Regions from separate parts of the Mus musculus genome. Here region 1 is linked to region 2. Evidence: chromatin contacts called from public promoter capture Hi-C data. All regions are on one chromosome and are shown on one strand. The core of a region is the stretch at or near the end of the contact, and the rest is flanking DNA. Distances in the headings are between cores, read along the strand shown. Region 1 holds the start of Celf1 (CUGBP, Elav-like family member 1). Region 2 has its middle 15 kb from the start of C1qtnf4.

Evidence for each region. Promoter capture Hi-C pulls out the DNA fragments that hold promoters and counts their contacts.
Region 1: a contact with region 2 is called in a promoter capture Hi-C map of 3T3-L1-derived adipocytes, with 2.6 times the contacts expected there. The contact joins the promoter of Celf1 here to the enhancer-like site in region 2. A contact is called at or near these places in 17 of 39 promoter capture datasets (the 3T3-L1 cell line, 3T3-L1-derived adipocytes, the C10 cell line and 11 more), 2 of 15 datasets of contacts at CTCF or cohesin (embryonic stem cells and pro-B cells), 10 of 484 Hi-C or Micro-C datasets (the G1E-ER4 cell line, cardiomyocytes, cerebral cortex and 5 more), 7 of 115 datasets of contacts at active chromatin or transcription factors (the 230-238 cell line, the SCID.adh cell line, bone marrow-derived macrophages and 3 more) and 3 of 9 other capture datasets (adipose tissue, liver and pancreatic islet).

The regions. Positions count from the first base shown.
Region 1 is chr2:90,935,366-90,941,842 of GRCm38.p6, forward strand. Celf1 (CUGBP, Elav-like family member 1) reads left to right here and starts at 5,032. Exons shown (of 14, transcript NM_198683.2): 1 at 5,032-5,276.
Region 2 is chr2:90,867,401-90,873,925 of GRCm38.p6, forward strand. No RefSeq gene overlaps it. Among named protein-coding and RNA genes, the nearest start is that of C1qtnf4, 15 kb to the right of the region's middle. Within about 2 kb of position 3,056, at least 110 of the 459 cell types and tissues checked have an H3K27ac peak or open chromatin away from gene starts, as enhancers often do. A contact at or near this core is called in 3T3-L1-derived adipocytes, the G1E-ER4 cell line, adipose tissue and 7 more, where this site is marked.

The DNA.
Region 1 (6,477 bases), core at 3,782-6,281, 70 kb after region 2:
GAATCAGGCTGTGAAGGACCAGATGACTTTTATTGTGAATCCTGGGGTTGTGAGACAATTGTCAGCTCACAGAGCGTAGACTCACCAGACAGCTGCATCTTTTTTTTTTTTTTTCCCAGAGACAGAGGTAGTTAGCTAAAACTCAGCTGGGAGAGAGGAACCCAATCAAGATCTCCATTTTAGCCGGACGTGGTGGCACACGCCTTTAATCCCAGCAGTCCAGAGGCAGAGGCAGTTGGATTTCTGAGTTCGAGGCCAGCCTGGTCTACAAAGTGAGTTCCAAGACAGCCAGGACCACACAGAGAAACCCTGTCTCTAAAGACAAACAAACAAGCAAACAAACAAACAAAACAAACAAAAACAACAACAACAACAACAACAACAAAACTCCATCTTAAATGGTCAGTCTGCCTCCTAGGTGAGAGGATGAACCTAGGGCTTTAGATTATATACAAGGAGCTGGGATCAGGGCACACTGGTCACTTTCTAAAAGTTCCCAGTCCCGATGAAAAAGTGGCAATCCCCAATGTGCCTAATAAAATTCTCAACCCAGGCTGGAACAATGGGCAGAAAAATACCCCAGTGGGAACAATGGCTCCATCTCCTACATCAGGAGGGAGGCCTGGTGTGTGTGTGTGGGGTGACCCCTGACTTAGGGTTTTACTGCTGTGAACAGACACTGTGACCAAGACAAGTCTTATAAAGGACAACATTTAAATGGGGCTGGCTTACAGGTTCAGAGATTCAGACCAGCATCATGAAGGTAGGAGCATGGCAGTATCCAGGCAGGCATGGTGCAGGCAGAGTTGAGAGTTCTACATCTTTATCTGAAGGCTGAGAGTAAAAGACTGATTTCCAGGCACCTAGGGTGAGAGTCTTAAGCCCACACTCACAGTGACACACCTACTCCAACCAGGTCACACCTATTCCAACAAGGCCACACCTCCAAATGATGCCACTCCCTGGTCCAAGAATATACAAACCATCACAATCCCCATCCACCAGATCAGGATATACTTGGCTCATCCTTGTCTTTGAGGTATATTTTTGGACTCCTGAACTCATCTTCTTTTAACTTGACAAAGGACTGCTGGTTATGTCTGGACCCTAGACCCCCTTGCCATTATGCCAGAGTTGACCTGGCAAACTCTGGGACAGGGGCCAGAGATATCAAAAGTCTATCCTTCATGATTATTCAAAAGAGGCACGAATTACTCTCAGAAATACCTAGGGACAGGGACTCTGTTTTTACTCTAGTATCTACAATATTGTAACAAAACCCATGAGTTGTTGGGGCAGGGAACATGGAACTCTTTTTATTTATTGGTCCCACCCTGAGGGTCCTAGTCTGCCTGCTCCTCTGGCCCCAACCTGAACACTTTTTCTGAATCATTTAGCATCTGTCTTCTGGGGGACCTCCTTCCCAGGTTTACTAATCTTCAGGTGAGGGTGACTGAGAGCCTCTCAGCCTTCATTCCCACCACTGGAGATCTCAGGCAATCTTCATCCTGATTCCCATGCTCCTGGATCTTGGGATAGCTGGCAGTCCTAGAATTGGGACCGTTTCCCTTATCACAGGTGACCAAAACTGCAAGACCCTGGGGAATCAGATCGACAGGGACTTAGCCACCTTGGGAAAAAAAAAATCTCTCAACCACCTGACCTCCTCCTTAGATTCACTGGTATAAGTGGTCTTACAAATCAGGAGGTGCTTTGACCTACTCTTTAGGTAACAAGGAGGCCCTGGTGTAGCTCTAGGGGAGCAATGTTGTATCTATGCCAATCATACTGGAATAGTTAAGGAGAACCTAAGCTTGGTAAGACAGGTTGAAAGAGAGAGCTAGATTGGCTAAACAAGGGTGATTAGAGTCCCTCTTCAACTGGTCACCCTGGGTCTTTAGTAACCGGGCTGAGAGGCCTTCTAATAGTTATTCTGTTGATAATGCTATGAACCCTGTTAAGGCCTAGGTAAATGTTACCTGGCTAGCCTGCCATCATAAGGAAACTTTCTCATAAGTTTCTGCTGTTACTAGGAAACTTTCTCATGTCCAAGTTGATTACATAGTCTGTTATGTTCTGTGCCCTTAGAAACCGATCATGATGGAAGTCACAACTGCTTTGTCTAGTTACCCACAGTAAGCTTGGATCCAAACAACCACCCAGCAGCACTTCTTGCCCCTGTGTATGAACTTTTATGGTATTTGCGCTTATAAGCTGCCACTGGCATGGACACCAACATAAGAGAGACACCTGCACTAATATAAGAAACCATTTGGAATAAGACTTCCATTTTGAGTAGGGGTTGAGTTAAGTTTAAGTTCCCAAGGCCTCCCTAGGAACTGACATCCTAGTTTCCAGAAAGAGACATGTACGTGGGAACGGCAAGTTAAGACATGAATGTTAGACAAGTCCTAGCCTGGTAGACAAGTTAAGACATGAATATTAAACAAGGCAGGTCCCCTGTCACAGCTGAATATTCCAACCAATGGGAACAGCATAAGAGTAACAAAGCCATGTTCCTACAGAAACCCCTATCCCTAAGTCTTGATTGGTGGAATAACTTGGCGCAGATGTTTGTATATCTCAGGCTTAAGAGCCTTGTAGGAACTTGGAGTCATGGTTCAGCTCTTGAGCCTGAATTGTGTCCCTTGTTGATCAGTCCTGGGCTGTGATATAAACTATCCCAAGTTGACTGAGATTGGTGTCTAAGTGATTTGTGCAGTGATTCCCAGACCCCAACACACCCTTTGCCTATAAAATTTCATTTCTCACTTTGTGCGAGTTAGGATAAATGTTGTTAAGCTCATGGTTCCAAAGACCCAATGTAACCCCTTATATACTGACCAAGAGTTATGACATCAAAGGTTTCATGCGTTACAAGGAAGAGGAAGAAATGTTGGGGGCCATAGCTACAGAGATTCCATCTTGTATATAGTCTCCATTTCATACTAAGCTAAATTCCCAGGAACAGCTCAAATGTTCTGGATAAATCCAAGCCACTGTATCCTGCTCCAAACATCACTGGCTGGCCTCAATCCAGGCCAAGCTATCAAGTAAACCACCCGAGACACTTATTATGCAGGAAGCCACCTAAAATACCAGGTGTGAAAAACCCAATGTATTCGTGAATCTGGTTGGATGCCCCCTACCCCACGTAGTCTGTGGAGTTTTGTCTTTAAAAGTTGTTCTGGGGCTGAAGAGATGGCTCAGCAGTTAAGAGCACTGACTGCTCTTCCAGAGATCCAGAGGTCCTGAGTTCAATTCCCAGCAACCACTGTAATGGGATGCCCTCTTCTGGTGTATCTGAAGACAGCTAGAATATATATAATCTTTTAAAAAGAAAAGAAAAAAGTACAGGAGCAAAAAGTTGTTCTGTTCTGCCCCTGACTGACATAGTTTTGGATCCTGAACCCCGCCGTCTCCCTGATATATCAGCCTTTGAATAAAGTTGAATAAAGAAACATTTTGCTGGCTCAAAACTTGGTTTTCATAGTGGATTATTCCCAAATTCTCAGACCCTAACAACGCAAACATTATTTTCATCATTATCCCTCCAATGAAATAAATTCTCTGCAGTAACCCTAACGACTCTTAGAAATCTTCCATTACCAGCAGGACTAATTTTTTCTCCTAACAGTTATTTTTTTTGCCAAGAGTCTTATTCAAGAACTAGTTAAAAATACCAGTGTTCCATCTTTCATAACCACTCTAATTTTTCCTAACGTATCCATCTATATGCAACTAATTCAAGTTACATCTCTAACTCCATTCCCATCAATCAACAACAAGAAGGTAGAAAACCAATTTGAAAATTGGAACGAACAGGCCGGGTGTGGCGATACACGCCTTTAATCCCAGCATTTAGGGGAGGCAGAGGCAGGCGGATCACCAAGTGAGTTTGAGGTCAGTCTCAGTAACAAGAGGGAGTTCTAAGACAGCCAGAGCTACACAGAGAAACTCTCAAAAAAACAAAACAAACAAAAAAAAAAAAAAACAAAAAACAACCAAAGCTTTACAGTACAATTTAGGTAATTTGATAATGAACAACCTAGGGGCTAATTGTTTTGATCTACATGATTGTTTGTGCCTCTAGCACAGGGGAAAACTCTTGGCTGCTGCTTGGGGCAGGGGTGGGGGCTGCCTTAGTGAGTGTGGTAGGGTAGGGTAGGGTATAACCGGCATTTGTGGATATATATTTTGCTTTAGGAAGCTAAGTGATAAAGAGAAATAATTGCCAACTCATGAGTAATTTGTAAATTGATGGAGCCCTGACCTCCCAGAACTAAGTTTTCTCAATCTGCATTTCATTGTCTCACATTTCACTGACTTTGTGTAATAAACAACACACTTAATGCGTGAATCCAGCTAGATGCAGGTTAGGAATACCGAATCCTAAAAGGGGGTGCTGGATTCGTAAAAAGTGTTTTAATTGTTATTTTTTTTCCCAAGAAGAGTAGGTTTGGACTGGGTAGTCTCTTAATAGAATACTTAAGAGCTTTCTGGTGCCGCAGGGATTTTTGCCAGATTGCGCATGCATGCAGTTGAACATCTCTGTACAGGCACTTCCCTAACTCTGAAAGCTTGCAACACACATTCCATCAGAAGGAAGGCCTGGATACAGTTGTCTGTATGCTGATGTGCAAAAAGAAAGGGTGTGCCCTGCGTCCAGTGTTAGCCAAGCACCCATCATTCATTCATTCATTCATTCATTCATTCATTCATTCATTCATTCATTCGATATTTATTATGTGTATTTTTCATTGCCAAGCTGCGTTGCTTGCCCGCCAGAGGTGCAGCTAGTGCGGTGCGCAGAGGCAAGAACTTCAGATTCCCAGGCCGGGGTCTTCCCTCCAGTGCAGCTCTGAGACAAAGAGATGCACCCCTACAGCTCCCAGGGCTGAGGGCTCCGCCCGCGGCCCCCAGGGTTTCAGAGCGACTGCTCCTTCACTCCCCGGCCGGAGGGGGCGCTGCAGCGCCGGCCCTCCGCCCGCCCCTGCGCGGCGCTCGGCTCGGCTCGGCGCTGGCGGGCGGCGCCGCGGTGGTACGTTCCCCTTCGCCGCCCGCCCCCTCCGCGGCGGCCCTCCCCGCCGGTGGTAGGTGCCGGAAGTGCCGCCATTTTGGGGTGTTCTGCTCTGGCGGCAGCGGCAGCGGCAGAGGCGGCGGCGGCGGCGGGACGCGGAGGCTCCCCCGGGATTCGGCCTCAGCAGCGAGGCAGCGGCGGCTGCGGAGGAGCAAGGCAGCAGCTGAGGCAGCGGCGGGCTCAGGTGCAGCCGCTGGTGAGTGCGGCGGCCGCAGGATAACGGGCCGCGGGATGAAGGGAGGGAAAGAGAGGGAGGCTGGAGGGAGGCGCCGCGGGGCGGGTCAGGTTCGGGCGGCTACGGGTCACAGGGCCCTCCGGGTGCGGTCGCTCCCGCTTCCCCGCACCCCGGGGACCAGGCCGCGGACTGCTCGGGACTCGGGGGCCCATTCGCGTCCGCCCGGCGCGTGCCCCTGCTCCCAGGGAGACCCGCCCTCCTCGTGGCCTGGCCCCGGCTCCCTTGCCCTTTGCCTCCACTCTCCCGGCCCCGAGGGCTTGCTTCCTGCACCGCACCCGAGTCCTCCTCTCCGGGTCCGCTGGGCGAGATCGCGGCTGTCTACCCGAGACGCCGCTTCCCTGACCCTGTCGCCCCACGTGTTCTTCGTGCCCACCCCCGGGGGTGTCCTAGATTCCCGCCCCTAGAAGGCAGCGCTCCTCTCGATCCTCCGGAGCTCTTGCAGTTCTCGCCCTGGGGCCGCTTTGGCTCGCCCTACCCCCCACATCAGGTGCTCGCTCGCCCAGTCAAGGCCTAGTAGCAGGGCTCGAATCTCGCACCCAGGAGCGGGGACGGCTCTGGAGGGTGCCTTCTTCGCTAGGTCCCAGGCTTTGGATTTAAAGTCGGTAGTGGTGTCTCGGTTGTGGTGGTTCTGACAGGATGTTGTTTTAATTTTCTCCGACCATTGCATATGCTTTTTAAGGAGCTTCTCATTGGTTTAGAGACTGATTCCGGGGAGAAAGTGTGAGATTTTGGTCAGAGCTTGGTTTAGCACAACAGAATCTCTTTCTGGTGCTCAGAGTTAATGCTGTATATAAAAGCTGTTGAACAGTTTTAAAGAGCATAGACTCTGTTGATAATGTCTGCATTGTTAGGAGGTTACAAACACCCTTTGCACACACTTAAAAGGAACTTAACCTTTAAAAGATCTCTTCTCTGTCTTCTAGTCTCTGAGTTGAAGAGGTTTGAATTGCACTTTTTCACTTTTTCCAGTTTGTTTCTTTTTAGATCCTTAGAATGACGGTGTCTTCAGATGGAATTGCTTAGAGTTCTTTTTGGTTTTGGCATTAACAAGTGTACTTGGAAAATCATGGAGGTTAGAATGGACCAACTGCAACGGCACTGATTTTTTTTTTCTCTCTATACTAGTTTTTATATTAGTAGTTTTATTGCCTGAGAGTGTGGT
Region 2 (6,525 bases), core at 1,806-4,305:
TGATATTCCCAAGGGTTGGAATCAGCCTGGCCACAGCTGGTTTTAAAATGACCTAGCTTAGTTTAGCTGAGGCAGGGTCTTTCTGTGTGGCCCATGCTGGCCTCAGCCTCCATTTGCTGGGATTATAGTTTGACAGTGCTCAGCTCCCTATTGGGCTTTCTAGAAGAACTAGCTGGAGTGGGCTGGGTGGGGCAACACCAACAGTTAAGAAGGCTCACAGTTGCAGGGGACCTGAGTTCCCTTTGCCAGCACTCAGACTAGGTGGCTCAAAGCTCTCTTAACTCCAGTCCAGAGCCTCTGCCCTCAAACTTAAGACATCATCCCCCTCTGCCTCTAGAATGTTGGAATTAGTGGTGTTTGCCACCTGGCCCATTTCTTTATTTCTTTTTTTAAAGACTATATTTCTAGGGGAGATAAGAACTTGACCTTCCATTAGTTGTGCTTACATGAGTTTTGAGAAATCTTAAGGGCCTAGTAGTGTGTGTGTGTGTGTGTGTGTGTGTGTGTGTGTGTGTGTGTGTGTGTGTTTGTATGTGTGTGTTAAAAGTCTGCTCACGGGCTGGAGAGATGGCTCAGTGGTTAAGAGCATCGACTGCTCTTCCGAAGGTCTTGAGTTCAAATCCCAGCAACCACATGGTGGCTCACAACCATCCATAATTAGATCTGACGCCCTCTTCTGGTGCGTCTGAAGACAGCTACAGTGTACTTAGATATAATAATAAATAAATCTTAAAAAAAACAAGTCTGCTCACACTAACCTAGCCTACCACTGTCTCACGGCCATGTCTCAGAAGTGACAGGGTCCAAAATCACTTGTCTACAACCATTTAAGTACGATTTGTATTAAAACATCTGCTCTGGAACAAACTTGCCACAACCCTGAAGAACATCTTCAAATAGATCCTGATAGTTACAGGGAAATCCGGGCAGAGGACAGACTTGGAGGACAGCAAGACAAAGCAGTTATATAAGAGCAGGGTCGTGAGGGTACAAACTGACACTAAGCCTCCAACTCTCCAATTGAAACTATGTGGCACCAACCTCTACCTCAGAAAGGCAGCCAAAAGAGTTCCCTAGAAAAGCCAGGTTTCCATGGCAAATGTCAGGTACTGCATCTGCTTCCGAGGAGCAGGAAGTGCCAAAGGTTAGGTAAGGACAAGACCCAGCATTGCACATTCTCTATCCAGTCTGGGACCCTGCCTTCCTGGTGGCAGAAGGACTGATGAGAATGTCTTTTGGCTAAAAACAAAGGAGAGGGGTGAGAATGGGAGCAGCCATGCATTGTCCTGCTCACTTGCCCCTGGAATTCAATACCAGCCTACCCCTCTGCACAGCAGAGGACAGAAGTCCTGTGGTAAATATTCTTGTCTTCCATGGTGTTTCCTGTCCACTGAGAGATGCACAAATGATAAGATCATGAAAAGTCTAGTAGGGAATAAAGATGGCTCATCAGGTAAAGACATCTGATGTCAAGCATGAGTTCAGTCTTGGGACCACGTGTGGCATGGCGTGTGCTCCATACGCCGTACATGCACAATGAAGGAATGTTAGATTAGTTGAAACCATATGTAAAATGTGCTCTCCCTGAGCTCTGAAACACTGCTTACTGCTGGCGGAGTGGTACAAGCATCATGGAGTCACAAGAGGGATGGATAGTTCATATCTAGCCGGGCAGTCATTAAACATTTAATGAAGGCGTGACATTGGTTTCTTCAGTATTTAAGTTGTGTGTTCATGCAGCTGGAAATGGGGAGACGGTCTGCTAAGGCTGTGAATACATATAGAAGCCAGAGGATGACCTGTAGGAGTCAGTTCTCTCCTTTAAGAACATGTCAGAGATTCAACTCCAGTCACCAGGCTTGGCAGCAAGTGCCTGTACCCACTGAGCCATCTCTCTGACCGAGTTGTTTTTTAAAACCAGAGACAGGATGGTGGAATGGGAGCAGTCTCTAGCTCTGTCACCAGCTGTGGGGTTTTAGATCAGTTACTTGTGGTTCTTGCTCGGTTGGTTTGGGGTTTGGTTTTGTTTTGGGGGGGTTGTTTGTTTTTTGGGGGGGAGTTTTTTGAGACAGGGTTTCTCTGTATAGCCCTGGCTGTCCTGGAACTCAATTTGTAGACCAGGCTGGCCTTGAACTCAGAAATCCGCCTGCCTCTGCCTTCTGAGTGCTGGGATTAAAGGCGTGCGCCACCACACCCGGCTCTTGGTTTTGATTTTATGGAGCTGTTAACTGAATCCAGGGTTTGTGCATACAAGGCAAACATTCTACAATTGAACTATAAGTTAAAGCTTTAATCCTCTTGAATTCAACCTTCTCATCTCTAAAATAAGAAATAATGCTTACTGGAGTATTAAATCAAGTATATGGGTCCAGTTAGCATTTGGTGCGTTGTAGCTATTACTGCTAGGATAGGGGATATTTTACAGATAACAGCAAAGTCAATAAAATTCATAAAGGAGTTGAAGAGCAGCGGGACTGCTTCTCTGGCTGTCCTACCCTTTCTTCAAGGCCATTGAAGGAACACCTGGAGCAGAGACCAGCACATTCTACTATTCAGCAGACACTTGTTGGATATGTGTCCAGCTGTCTCCGCACAGACCTGCCTGAGTGTCTCACAGAATCCCACACTGAGTTACATAGTAGCCTCTGTTCCCAAGCCTGTAGCAGTATTTCTGCTCTCCAAGTTTCTAAGACATGTTATCAACACCCTGTTTCCTAAGGCAGAAACCCTGGAGTCCTCTCTGCCCTGCCTCTCTTCAGAAAAATCACCCTAGGTTCTCAGGAGTGCTGCCTCAGAGGTGTGTCTCCTATCTTTTCTGTCCACCGAGGGAGGACAGAAGGTAGATAAGCCTCAGGCTAGCTCTGTTGTGGCTAGGGCACAGGAGTCTCTTGCAGTTTTATCTACCCTAAGGGCCATGGGTGGTATCTTTTTCTGACCCACAGCTCTCAAGACTTCTCCCTGCCTTCTTTTCATCCTGCAGCCTGAGCCCAAGCCCCACAGGCACAGGTCCGCAGCCTCTGCTCTATGTTTGTCCGCCAGCAGCTGCTATCTGTGTTATCTTCCATGCAGCCTTTGTGCAGGAGGAGCTGGGCTGAGAGACAGGGCTATTTATAAATGGAAAGTGGGTGTAGAGTTCTGCAGTCACAGATGTTTTAAACAGCCTAATTCCTCCTCGCCTCTTTGAAATTCCTGTCCACCCCCTCATTGCCTAACTTTCCCCAAATCATCTACATTTCTGTCCTCCCCTTGGTCAGAGCCACAAAGGAAAAAACAAAACAAAACAATAAAAATTCAGCTACAGAATAAAGCTAAGGGTGGGGACAGTTCACCAAGAATGTAAGACCCATGAGAACCCCTGAGCTAAGTGGAGTCCAGGTACACACATGTGTTAGCAGTGGCCCCACAATCCAGGTAATATCCCCAGTTTCCAAATGAGAAAACAATTACAAAAAACGATGTAAATTTGTTAGTAAGCACCAGAGAGGTAGAATTCACATCTGGGTGTAACTGATGATAATGTGGGAGGAACCAGACACAGAGTGAGACATGGAAGCCAAATCCCTTTGGAAGGATATCTTGGACCACCTAGCCACATTCCAGTGGCTATATAGCAGTGGACTGGAGACACAGCTAGTGCTGCAGCCACTATAATCTCCCCCAGCTAAACCAGTGGTTCTCAACCTTCCTGATGCTGTGACCCTTTAATACAGTTCCTCATGTGTGGTGACCCCCAATCATAAAATTATTTTCATTGCTGCTTCATAACTGTAATTGTGCTACTGATGTGAATAGTAATGTAAATATCTGCTATACTGGATATTTGATATGCGATTCCCATGATCCAGAGACAAATTAGGGGAACCAATGGCAATCGCTGCAGCCCCCCTCTGGCTGCCTGAAGCTTCTCTCCTAAACTTCCTTCTGATCATGAAAAGGGACACCTGGTGCTGTCAGTCAGTAAGCCAGGAACCACAGCCAGACTTGGCACCTATAATTTCAGCACTTGGCAGGCAGAGGCAGAACTATTGCCTTAAGATTGAGGCCAGCCTAGGCTATGGTGTGAGACTTTGTCTCAAAAATCAGAAAGAGGGGGAGCTAACTTAAGAGGAAAGGGCATGGTGGGGAGAGACTGAATCGATGCTTAAATGAGTTAAGGAAGTCAGAGAAAAGTTATCTCGAATTTAGAAACTAGATGGCAATGTGGTACAAATAGTATAGGAAGGTCTAAAGAAGAAATGAGGACATGCCATTTGCAGAAAGTCTCTCAGTGGGAGAAAGGAGGACAGAACCAAAGACGCCAGCCTAGCATCACAGAGGGTGTAACTAACACTATTTAAAAGGCATAAGAGCTGGAAGGAAAGGTGAGTCCTTGGAAATCAGGGCTCTCAAAAGGACAAACATATCCCTGACTTATTTTCAGTGTCAGGCGAGTGAGCCGAGGACTGGGCTCCTCTTGGGAATAAACTGGCAGTTGTCAGGGAAGGCCGGGTACTCAGCCTAGCTGTTCCTCATTGTCCCTGGGGAAACATTGCTAAGCCAAGCAGAGGAAAGGCATGGTTTAGAGAAGGCAATGAAACCCTGCACAGGAAGAAATAATGAGAGAAAGCTAAGGTACCTAGTCATTCCAAATGAGCTGCAAAACCAGGGTGCTGAGGAGCCCTTGAGATAAGTCCCAGGAAAGGGTCACAGTGGTGTGGCAGAGAAAGCCCAAACATTAGAGAAATATGTAAAGCTGACTCTGAAAACACCTGGTGGGTATGTCTTTACTGTGTCCTCCCACCCCCAAATTTATTGTAGTATTATATATGACACTAGCTAGGTTCTGAGTTTGGAAACCTAAAGAAATGATTTGGTGTTTTCACAAAGAATAAAGATGATGAAAATGATAATACCAATGGTAAATGCTATCCTTAAATAGTTCCCTGTTTCTAGCTAGACACCCCCCACACCTGGCTCATTCCTGGGAGAGCAAGGAGCTCAGAGATGACCCAGTCTGTGGCCTTTGCCTATTTAACCCCTTCTGCCCTTCACCCCGGTAGGTTAACCCACCTGTGCTTATCCGGGGAGAAACCTCTGTTTGGAGAGATTAGTAGGTCATCAGTGGTGCTGCCTCTATCGTATTTACACGCAATACCACTCTGGGAGAGAAATCTCATATTTGGGTGTCAGAGTCAAGCTTTTAAAATCACTTAACCCAGTAGAACGTTAAGAACGAAGGTTATTGTGGTCTGAATAAGAATGAGCCCCATAGGCTCACATATTTGAATGATTAGTCCCCAGGGGTAGCACTATTTGAAAGGATTGGAAGGATTAAGAGATGTGGCTTTGTTGTAGGAAGTATGTCACTGGGGGTGGGCTTTTGCTTGTTTGATTTTTCTTTCTTTTTTTTTTTAAGATTTATTTAGTTATTTTATGTATATGAGTACACTGTCAGTGTCTTCAGACACACCAGATGACGGCATCAGATCCCAATACAGATGGTTGTGAGCCACCATGTGGTTGCTGGGAATTAAACTCAGGACTCCTGGAAGAGCAGCCAGTGCTCTTAACTGATGAGCCATCTCTCCAGTTTTTTGTTTTTCAAGGCAATGTTTCTCTTTGTAGTCTTCGATGTTCTAGAACTCACTCTGTAAAATAGGCTGGCCTCACACTCCCCTGTCTCTGTCTCCTGTGTGCTCAGATTAAAGGTGTATGCTACCACCACCCAGGTAAGGTTTGTTGTGGTTTTTTGTTTTGTTTTTTTTTTGTTTTGTTTTGTTTTGTTTTGGGGGGGCATCCCTGGGAGTGTACTTTGACATTTCAAAAGCCTATACCAAACCCAGAGTCTCTGTCTGTCTCTGTCTGTCTCTGTCTTTCCATGTGTGTCTCTCTGTCTCTCTCTGTGTCTCTGTCTCTGTGTCTCTCTGTGTCTCCTCTCTGTCTCTCTGTCTCTCTCTCAATCTCTCTCTCTCTGTCTCTGTCTCTCTCTGTCTCTCTGTCTCTCTGTCTCTCTCTCTCTGTCTACGTCTCTGCCTTTGGACCTTCGGATCTGGATGCAGTTCTCAGCTTCTGTCCCAGTGTTGTGCATGAGGCCACCACGCCCTCCCCGTGATGATGGTGGACTTCCCTTCTAAAAGTGTAAGCAAATCTTCAATTAAATGTTCTTTCCTAAGAGTTGCTTTGGTCATGGTGTTTCTTCACAGCAACAGAACAGTGACTAAGAAAGGAATGGAAAGACCTGCATTTCTATTTGTAAAATTACATTCCTCTATTCACTCCTTCTGTAACTGTATTTCTGCCACAGCCCAAGTGTGAGGATGAAGAAAAACCTGCAGGAGTCAGTTCCCTCCTTCCATCAGGTCCTGGGGGTCAAACTCAGACTGTCAGGTTTGGCAGCAAAGACCTTTACCTACTACACCTGTTAAATTTTTTGTATGTGTATAGGTATTTTGCTTGCATGTGTGTCCACTCACAACCTGAGTGTCTTGTATTCCTACAGGCCATAAGAGAACATTAGGTCCCTTGGTACTGGAGCTACAGCAGGTT